Regions from separate parts of the Gossypium hirsutum genome. Here regions 1 and 2 are each linked to region 3. A link is a contact called in public Hi-C data. All regions are on one chromosome and are shown on one strand. Each heading gives the region's core, a stretch centred on a gene start, on an enhancer-like site or on the middle of the called end of the contact. The rest is flanking DNA. Distances are from core to core; before and after follow the strand shown. Region 1 holds the start of LOC107935810 (mannose-6-phosphate isomerase 2). Region 2 holds the start of LOC107935766 (elongator complex protein 5). Region 3 holds the start of LOC121210868 (zinc transporter 5).

Evidence for each region. Hi-C and Micro-C count contacts between places; a contact is called where the count stands out from the background.
Region 1: a Hi-C map of hypocotyl shows a contact between it and region 3, with 3 times the contacts expected there. The contact joins the promoter of LOC107935810 here to the promoter of LOC121210868 in region 3. A contact is called at or near these places in 10 of 34 Hi-C or Micro-C datasets (callus, hypocotyl, leaf and 1 more).
Region 2: a contact with region 3 is called in a Hi-C map of leaf, with 3 times the contacts expected there. The contact joins the promoter of LOC107935766 here to the promoter of LOC121210868 in region 3. A contact is called at or near these places in 16 of 34 Hi-C or Micro-C datasets (anther, callus, hypocotyl and 3 more).

What each region holds. Positions count from the first base shown.
Region 1 is chrA12:11,058,303-11,061,293 of Gossypium_hirsutum_v2.1, forward strand. It overlaps LOC107935810 (mannose-6-phosphate isomerase 2), which reads left to right and starts at 1,386. Exons shown (of 5, transcript XM_016868432.2): 1 at 1,386-2,084; 2 at 2,656-2,823. The coding sequence starts at 1,773.
Region 2 is chrA12:11,026,576-11,030,029 of Gossypium_hirsutum_v2.1, forward strand. It overlaps LOC107935766 (elongator complex protein 5), which reads right to left and starts at 2,132. Exons shown (of 14, transcript XR_001694265.2): 1 at 1,996-2,132; 2 at 1,185-1,637; 3 at 985-1,096.
Region 3 is chrA12:11,264,730-11,267,961 of Gossypium_hirsutum_v2.1, forward strand. It overlaps LOC121210868 (zinc transporter 5), which reads left to right and starts at 1,663. Exons shown (of 11, transcript XM_041082712.1): 1 at 1,663-1,818; 2 at 2,416-2,608; 3 at 2,722-2,807. The coding sequence starts at 1,769.

The DNA.
Region 1 (2,991 bases), core at 136-2,635, 210 kb before region 3:
TAAGAGAAATATATTTATTTAAAAAACACAAGATACATTAAAATTTAATTAAATCCCAAATTACTTCATTTCATTAATATCTCTTAATTAATATCATTAATTAAATTGAATTTTAAGTAACATCAAATTTAGTTAAGTTAATTTAGAGCACTACAAATAACATTTTTAACCTTTATTTTATAAAATTTAATATAATTAGTGTCACTTACACTAATGACATCAAAACAGCTACTTTGTTATAAATAAATCTAAAAAAACTAGATAAATAATGTCTTTTTGACTGAATTTTGTATGGCAAATAAAGTGACTCCATTAAAAAAAAAACTAAAATTTAGCACACTTATTAGTGTCACGGATTTAAAATTTTTTTTTCCACGCGATTCATGTAACCTTAGTCAATTCCTTCACTAAAAAACACCTAAGTTAACTTAACTCGCAATAATTGAGAATTTAACAGAATTTTTCTAAGGCATCCACGAAAAACAATTGAAGAATAAAATAAGAACAAACTCTAAAGATGAACAAAAGTCACAGAAAGATGAGAACACTTGAGGGAAAAGTTTGAGTGAATACTTCCAAAGTTTGAGTGAACACTTGAGAGACCTCTATTTATAGCCGAGTCTCCCCAAAATCAACGATATAGATCAAAATACATCAATGGCAAAGATTAAAAGCTATTTAGATATCAAATCTCTAAGATTACAAAATCGTATATTCTAAAGATTACATTTAATGTCTAGGATCACATATCTTTAAAGATCACCTTCCATATTTGCTAAGCTTTGGGGATGGACTTTCAATCTTTCCAAGCAACGAACCAGTTCGGTTGGGCCAAATGACCTCTTTCGAATATGATGAATCGTACAAGTTCGTCATGGTAGTCATGATTACGGACTCCTATGCACAACCCATGACACTAGTGGATGAAACAAAATTTAAAATCATAAGAGAAGTAATAGCTAATATTTTTAACAATTAAAATTAATTACAAATATTTAAATTTCATAGTGAATACCATTTTCACCCTTTTCATATAAATGGTAGTATAATTTAATTTTACATCATTCATCTAGTATATATATATGAAAAACATCCAATTACTAAAAATTCTATCAAATATTTAGAGCAAAGATTTGCGTTTTAATTATACTTACTGAAATTTTAAATAAAAATTAAAAATTATCTTAGTTCAAACAATAAATAAAATTCCTAATCGAGTTGGGAGATGCAACTTATGAATGATATAGTAGTAAGTAGAATTTAGAAAGACTTAATAAATAGCATAAATAATAAATATATTATTTTTTAATTTTTAATTTTGTGTGGTAGAATATGAATTTTCGAGAATCTCAAATATACTGACTTCTATTTTTGTAATGTGAGCATATAATTGCTATTTTGCCAAACAAAATTTTCTAGAGATTTTAATATGAAAAAGAAAAAGAAAAAAAAAAAAGAGAAAAGGGGCACGGAAATTTCGTGCAGAAGTGGGAAGATAAGATCGTAAGAAACTGCAAAAGGGAAGCAAAGCAGAGTCATAGTTGAAGAGACCCCACAAATACAAATCGTGGTTCTTCCAAGCTTTCTCTATCTGAAATCTTCATTTTCAATTTTTCTTTCACTCTCTTTTCCCAACTTGTTTCCCTCTCTCTTCATACCTTTTCAAACTCTTCAAATACCAGCAAACGATGCCCATTCCCTTCTGCATTATCCTTCTCTTCTAGCCTTCTTTTCCTTCCTTTTTCTTTTCTTGGGGGTGGGGTATTTCAACAATGGCGAAGGCTGCTAATGTTGACAAGGTGAAGCGGTTAAGAGGTTGGGTGCAAAACTACGATTGGGGAAGATGTGGGGCGGAGGCACAGGTGGCAAGGCTATTGGCTTTGAATTCCGGGGCCGAGGTTAAGCCCGATAGGCCTTATGCTGAGTTTTGGATGGGAACACATGACTCGGGGCCAAGTTTTTTGGCTGATGGCTATGGAGAAGGTCAAAATGTGGGTTTAAAAGAGTGGATTCGGAAGAATCCGAATGTGCTTGGTCATAAGGTTTTGGAAAAATGGGGGCCCGATCTTCCTTTTCTCTTCAAGGTTTGTTCTTTTCTTTTACACGATTTATCTGATTCCTTTCTGGTTTTCGTTTTCCTCCCCTTTTGATTATTGGGAAATTGAATTTTGATTTCTGTTTTTGTGGTTTTTTTTTCTATTTTTAATTGGGTTAGTGGGTTTTCTTTTTAAAGGGTTTTTCTTTTGCATTTGAATAGGAATTACTGCAACTTTTGCTTCAATATTAATGGAAGTTGAATTCTCACCATTCATCTTAAATTTCCATTTTTTACAATTATATATTTTTTATTAAGATTGAATATGACTGAAATTTGCTTTGATGTGGTGTCCATTGTTTTTTTTTTCCCTTTCTCGGGGGTATTTACAAGTGTAAAGATTTTTTTTTTTGGCTGTTTTGATCTCAATTTTAATTTAGATCAAAGCTATCAATATAGCAATTGAGAAATTGGAGTGGATCTTGAATAGTTAATGGCAAAGAATTAAGCTTGAGAGTTTAAAGTGGAAATCAACTTAACTTTTAACTACAATATGAACTTTTCTTTTTTCTTCTGTGAATCGTCTAATTTGATTCTGTGGTTCATTTGCTGTAAAATAGGTACTTTCAGTGGCAAAAGCCCTTTCAATACAGGCTCATCCGGATAAAGAATTGGCCAAAGAATTGCTTAAGTTGAAGCCAAATCTCTATAAGGATGGGAATCACAAACCTGAGATGGCTTTGGCAATTACAGAGTTCAGGGCCCTTTGTGGATTCATTACTCTCGAGGTAATACATGAATCATGCTTGGTTTTTGGTGGAACTTTCCTTTTGCTGGTTGTTCTTTTTGAGTGAATAAATCTTGCATTTATGTTTGATAAAATTCTGGTAATCACGTTTTGCACTTAAATTTGTAATTATGCTGTCAAGATGTGGTTTTGCTGAATAAAGATTCGG
Region 2 (3,454 bases), core at 882-3,381, 240 kb before region 3:
AAAAATTATTATTCTTATAATTTTTGAAAATTTTATATAATCTTTGAATTAATTAAATCCTCATAAAATAAATAATAATAATTAAGTCTTCCATATTAACATTTTTCAAGATCAGATCAGCACTTAACGGTTTGTTAGGAGTCTTAACAAAATGACAATTTAGATGGTCCAATTGATTGTTATTTTTTATTAAAGTTTAATTTATCGCACATTTCAATCAGTGACCTAATTTATTTTCGAATTATTTTCAAAGAGATGAAAATTTGCAATTGGGGGCTCCGATTGGGAGGGGAAAATTTGCGATTAATCATTTGTTATTTGCTGATGATTGTATCATGTTTGATGATGCCTCGGTGGAGGGGGCCCATGTTGTTCAGAACATTATCAAGGAATATGAATTAAATTCGGGGCACCAGGTCAATTTCGACAAATCGTTTATTTATTTTGGTGCGTGTGGGTCACTCCGAGAGGGATACGATCACCAATGTTTTGGGTGTTAGGGTGGCTACAAATCCGGAAAAATATTTAGGATTGCCAATGATGATTGGGAGAAATAAGAGAAGGGCTTTTGCTGATTTTGTGGATAGGTTTCGGAGGAGAATTGAAAGTTGGAGTTTTCGTTATCTTTCGATGGGTGGTAAAGAGGTGTTCATTAAGGCGGTTTTGCAGGCAATTCCCGTTTATGTGATGCAATGTTTTGCCCTTCCGAAAACTCTGTGTCAAAAATTAGAACTTATTATGAACAAGTTTTGGTGGTCTAACAATAAGTCATCTAAGGGTATTCATTAGTGTGCTTGGGCTGACCTTTGTATGCCCAAATCTGATGGAGGGATGGGCTTTCAGGATCTATTTTTGTTTAATAAGGCATTGCTCGCTAAGCAAGTTTGGCGATTGATATCGAAGCCTGATTGTCTTTTTGAAAAAGTTTTTAAAGCTCGTTATTTTCATTTTTCAGATATTATGGCTGCTAAAATTGGTTCTTACCCCTCTTTTACCTGGCGGAGCTTATGCAACGCTCGAGAGCTGATTTCAGATGGGTTGCTCTGGCGTATCGGTAGTGGTGACTCTGTGAACATCTGGAATGATCCTTGGTTGCCTGGCCTTGGTAATAGTAGACTTTCAGTTTAGAGTACAAATACTAACTAGACTGTTGTGGGTCAATTAATTGATGTTAGATCGGGTACCTGGAATAAGGATATCATCTATCAAATTGTTGATGAAGAACAGGCTAATCGTATCCTTAAATTCCTCTTGCTGGAGCTGGAGCACCGGATGTGCTTGTGTGGCATTTTGATGCTTCCGGGGAGTACTCGGTTAAGAGTGGGTATCGTGCTTTACTCACTACACACAGGTATCCTAGTGATTACAATATGGAACCTATAGCCAGCTACAAACAATTCTACAATTTGCTATGGGAATTACAGATTCCTGCTAAACTAAAAATTCACATGTGGAGGCTTTCTAAAGATTTCGTGCCGCATTTCAACAATCTTCTCAAACGGAGATTGCAGGTTGTCAATGTTTGTCCCCTTTGTAAGGAAGCGCCGGAGGATCTTGGTCACTTGTTATGGTCCTGTGACGTGTTGAGGCATTTATGGCTCTCTTTGAATCTCCCATTTGATTGCAGTGTTCGTACTCTGGATGGTAAAAATCAATTAATGAACATTTTCATCAAAGTTGATGCGGATACCAGAAAGCTTTTAGTTATTTCCCTTTGGGCTACTTGGTTTCAGCGAAATAAAGTGGTTCATGAGGGAACGCAGTTTGTTTGGCAGGACCTCGTGGGTTTTGTGAAAAGGCTATGCTTCTGCTTTAAGTGTGAGTAGAGTTTCCATAGTTAGTCCTACAAATTTTGAGTCTGTGGGGTGGAGACCTCCGGATCCGGATGTGCTTAAGCTAAATTTTGATGCCTCCTTTCAAAGTGCATCTCATACTTCTACTGTGGCGGTTCTTGCTCGCAATGATTCGGGATTAATTATGGGAGCGTGTACTTACCCCTATGTTGATGTTGCCGACGCGTTTGTTGCAGAAGCTAGGGCCTGTGAACGTGCTCTTCTCTTTGCAATTGACATGGGGCTTTAGGACGATCATCCTGGAAGGGGACTCCCTCTCGATTATTAAAAAGCTTAACACTGTCAAGGATGATAGGTCCATTCTTAGACCCATTTCTCTGAATATTCGAAGACTCGCAGATTTTATGGATGGAGTTTCTTACCAGTTTGTCCCCAGGAGTGGCAATCGGGCAGCTCATACTTTGGCACTAGAAGGGCGCAGGAGGAATTCTCCTTGTTTTTGGGTTGAAGAAGCACCTATTTCTGTCGAAGTTTTGGCGGCTTCGGACTGGTTGGACTGGAGTCGCCGAGGATGAGTGGTTTCTTATGGGTTTTGATGTTTCGGAGAAGGTTCCTTGAATCTCCGTTGTTTGGTTTCTCAAAGCCGAGTCTTCCTCTTCATTTGGTTCTGCGCGAGTGTTTTTGTTGAGCAGCAGAGGAATGATTTTGCTGGTATTCATTTGGTATTTTCTTTGGAGGGTGGAGTGTTTTTCTTTTTTGGTTTTGTTTTATGTGTGCCTTTTCCTCTGTGCTTGAGTGGTTTTGGTGCTTTGTGCTGTCTTTTCGTGTGCTATAGTGTTTTGTACTGTTTTTTCGTGTACTGTAGATTATTTGTTGTTTGACACTTGGCCCCTTCATTTATGAATATCAGTTTTCTCGAAGGAAAAAAAAACCTAAAATATTATAAACTTAAAAATAAATTAAATCGCAAGGCTCAAACTTCAAATATTAAAGTCTAAATTTAACCTATATTTAAAATATACTTTTTTTTGTTCATACTCATTTTTTTATCTAATATATTTTTTACGCACCATCTAAATATTAGAAGATTGTTGGGCTTCCACAAATGGTCAAATCGTTGAAGAGGTCCAATTATATCTCAATGCCTCTTAGAATAATTGTGCTTTGTTTCTATGATCATTTATATCTGTTTTACTATATTTAAATTTATAATTAATTCCGTTAATTAATCAAATATCAAATTCAATTAAGAAAATATTTTAAAATTTAATTTTAAAAAAATTAATATTACTATAAATATGATTCGTGCTTTAATATCTTTTAAATAAAAATTTTAAATAAACTAAATTAAATTACTGCTTAAAATAATCCATATTATTTTTAAAAAACCACTCTCTTAAGAGAAACTATCTTCTCCTTTTGAAGATTTATTATTCATTTATATATATTTTATATATACCCTTTTTTTATAATATGTCATTTTCATAAAATTTAATACTAATAAAACATAATCTAATACGATCTGTGATAACATTTTAATATTTTATTGATAGTGAATACGATTATTCTTTTATTTTAAAAATTATTTTTCTTGTCACTCTACTGGCATGGATATTGTTACCAATATAAGAAGACATAAGTTTAGGTGTGCTGAATGATAT
Region 3 (3,232 bases), core at 413-2,912:
AAAAGCGTATTAAAATTCTATAAAAAATCATACACAATTATAAAAAAATATTAAAATTAATATAAACTTATAAAAATTATAAAAAAAATCATAAAAACTTGAACTGGACCAGATCAGCCAATTGGACCTATTTAGCCGAAATTGACAATGGTGTCGGTCAGGAAAAAACCATTAGACTGGTTGACTTGGGAAAATAACAATATTTTTTTAATACTTTTCATGTTTTATTTAATTGAACTGGATTGGTTAGTCAAAATTGCAAATTGGTGGCCTTATCGGTTCGACCATCGGTCCGATTTTGAAAACATTGATTACAATTTTTTTTTACAAATTATTATTATTATTTTAAGAATTCTAATACATTTTTTTAAAATAAGTTTGTATCATAAAAACCATAAAATCTAATAAATATCGATTTTAGTAAGTTTATATCAATTTTAATAAAACTTATTTAAAATATAAACTTATAATAAGTTTATATCAATTTTATTTTTTACAATTTATTAAAATTAATATAAATTTATAAAAAAATAAAATAATTCATAATTTTTTTTGCATTTTTAATAAGTTTATGTAAATTTTAATATTTTATTTTTTTATATTTTTAAAATTTTTAAAATTTTTAATAATTTTTTAATCATTTTTATGAGAAAAATATTATATTAAACTAGAAGCTGTCATATGTCACCATCTAATTAGTTCATCAATTTATTTTAATAGTTAACGTGGTCAATAATCATTAATGAATGGGCTTAATTGATTATTTTAGTTTACGGCAATAGCTTAATTAAGTGTGAATTTAATATAGGGGCTTAATTGGTTTTTTGCATTTTCGTTAGTCTTTTTTTACATGTAAGCCAATTAACAATATACTATTAATAAAACCACTGACTAAATTAGTGTTACGAGTTAACCGGATACTAACTTAGTTAAAAAATTATAAAAATGTATTTTTATAATTAAAATAAGTCATATTATTCGAGAGCATTTTAGTCTTCTCATTTTAACAAAAACCAAGAAAAATATGAATACATTGAGATTTAAACAGCTCTAATTAAATTAGTAAAACCTTAAATATATATATATACATGTTTTTATTATGTACAATTTACTATCTCCACTAGTTGTACATCTATACTTACTATAAATAAAACTTCTGACTGAGTTGGTGTCGCGGGTTAACCGATTACCAACTCGATTAAAAAATTACAAAAATATCCTACCGTAATTAAAATAAGCCATATTATTCAATGGTATTTTAGTCTTTTCATTTTAACAAAAATCAAGAAAAATATATATACAACAAGATTTGAACTAACATAAATTTAATTAATAAAATTTTAAATTTACCTCTCAACCAATTATTTCATTATTTATTATTTTTTAAATACACATTATGTTACACATACTGTATTCTAGTTTTTAAAAAATTCCTATTAATCCTGTTTGCAATTAAAAAAAGAAACTCTTTTACTGAAGTATTGTGGAAACTTAAAAGATACGGTTTTAGACAGTCATAAAGAAAACCAATTAGAAATGGAACAATTAAAGCCCAATCCTTGATTGTAGCCCAGCCCAAAGCAGTCAATTTTCAGTTTGGACTCTCGTTTTTTCTATTTCATTCTCTCATTTTATTTTTGCTTGTTATACACTAATTATCAGTAATTAATCTCTGTTTAAGCTTTGTCTAATCCAAATTAAACTACTCTCTCATAATAAGCTATAAATATCCTCCTTTTCAGATACAAACTATTTCATTTTTTTGAAGATGATGTCTCCAAGGCCAATCTCTGAGGTTCGCGGATCGTCTAATTTCAGGTATGTATTAAAACAAAATAAATCTCTCATTCTGTTTTTTTTTTTCAATTTTCAATTTTATTTTTTAGAACCCTAGTTTTTCTGTTTGGTTTTCTAGAAGAAATGACATTTGTGGAGGAATTTGAAATTTGAATCTTACGTTTATTTGTGGAGTTTAGGTCAACTGCATTTCTTGCCTTCAAAGTGATATGCTATGAAGTTCCGATAAGTTTCTGTTCAAGTTTCCGATTTTCCAGCATTTTCTGGCCAACTCAACAGTGCCCTTACTTTGTTTTAGCGACTAGCGTGTTTAGCATTACTAAACTGAATAATCTCTACCAGTGTTGCGTACTTCTATGTAGTTTATGGGAAATTTTAGCTTAGTTTAGCTAAAGTATTGTTCTAAAAGTCGTAATCATTGAGCTATTAAACTTTTGATAATGATTTTTTGTTAAGAGATTAAAATAAATGTTCTCATATATTTATAAATACTAATAAAATACATTTGAAACACTGTTATATGACTATATGTTCATATACTTGTATATAAATTAATTGTATTATATTTTTGTTTGCTAGATCTTAGATGATTTTGCCATTAATTATTTTTACTTGTAGGCAAACTCCTCTGCAGATAATCCACATTGTTGGGAACTTCTTGAGAATATGGTCAGTTTATTCCATGTATCGGTACCTGACCCAGACTGGAGCTTCAGTGATACTTTTTATCTTCAGTTGTCTGGTTCCCTCATCTATCTTATTTTTACTCTTGCAAAAGCCTTGGAAGGGAAGATCACTCTCAAATACACAGGTCAAGTAGGGTTGCTTCTTTTCCTGAGGAGGATAATAACAATTGGAAGAAAGAGTGCTCACTTGTATCTTTTTCCTTAATTTTTCCTTTTTGAAGTCTCTCTTAATTTTCAGGTGGTTCCTTCTGTAATTAATGGTGCTATAACAGCTTTATATTTCATCTTGTGGGGAAAGGGGCTTAAATCTTGTGGACCACTTAGGTGCGTTTCTGGTGCCTTAAACATTGTTTCTTATTTCTGTTTATGGTTACATGTCTCAAACATGCATAGTTTGGTTAGATTGGGCATATAAGATGGTATTGTATATTTGAAACCTTGTCTGATTTATAAAAACAATGTAATTTGCTATATATTTATTTGTTGAGTTTATGAGAAACCCCTATGCTTTCAACCTCCTATTTATAGGAATCTTGAAAGTTTCTCTTTCCATTTTAATTATTTATATTTGTGCAAAATGCGTAGAAATGTCTTATTGTAGTGCCAAATCTGAAGGTGGAAATGGGGGAGAAAAATCTCTTGCCCTTGCTTGGACAGTTCCAGACATGATCCCTTTTTGATTGTTGTTAGAAAGGTGCAACTTTCACAAATTCTAAACTCCAAGCCTTTTGAAACATTTGTGTCAAAAA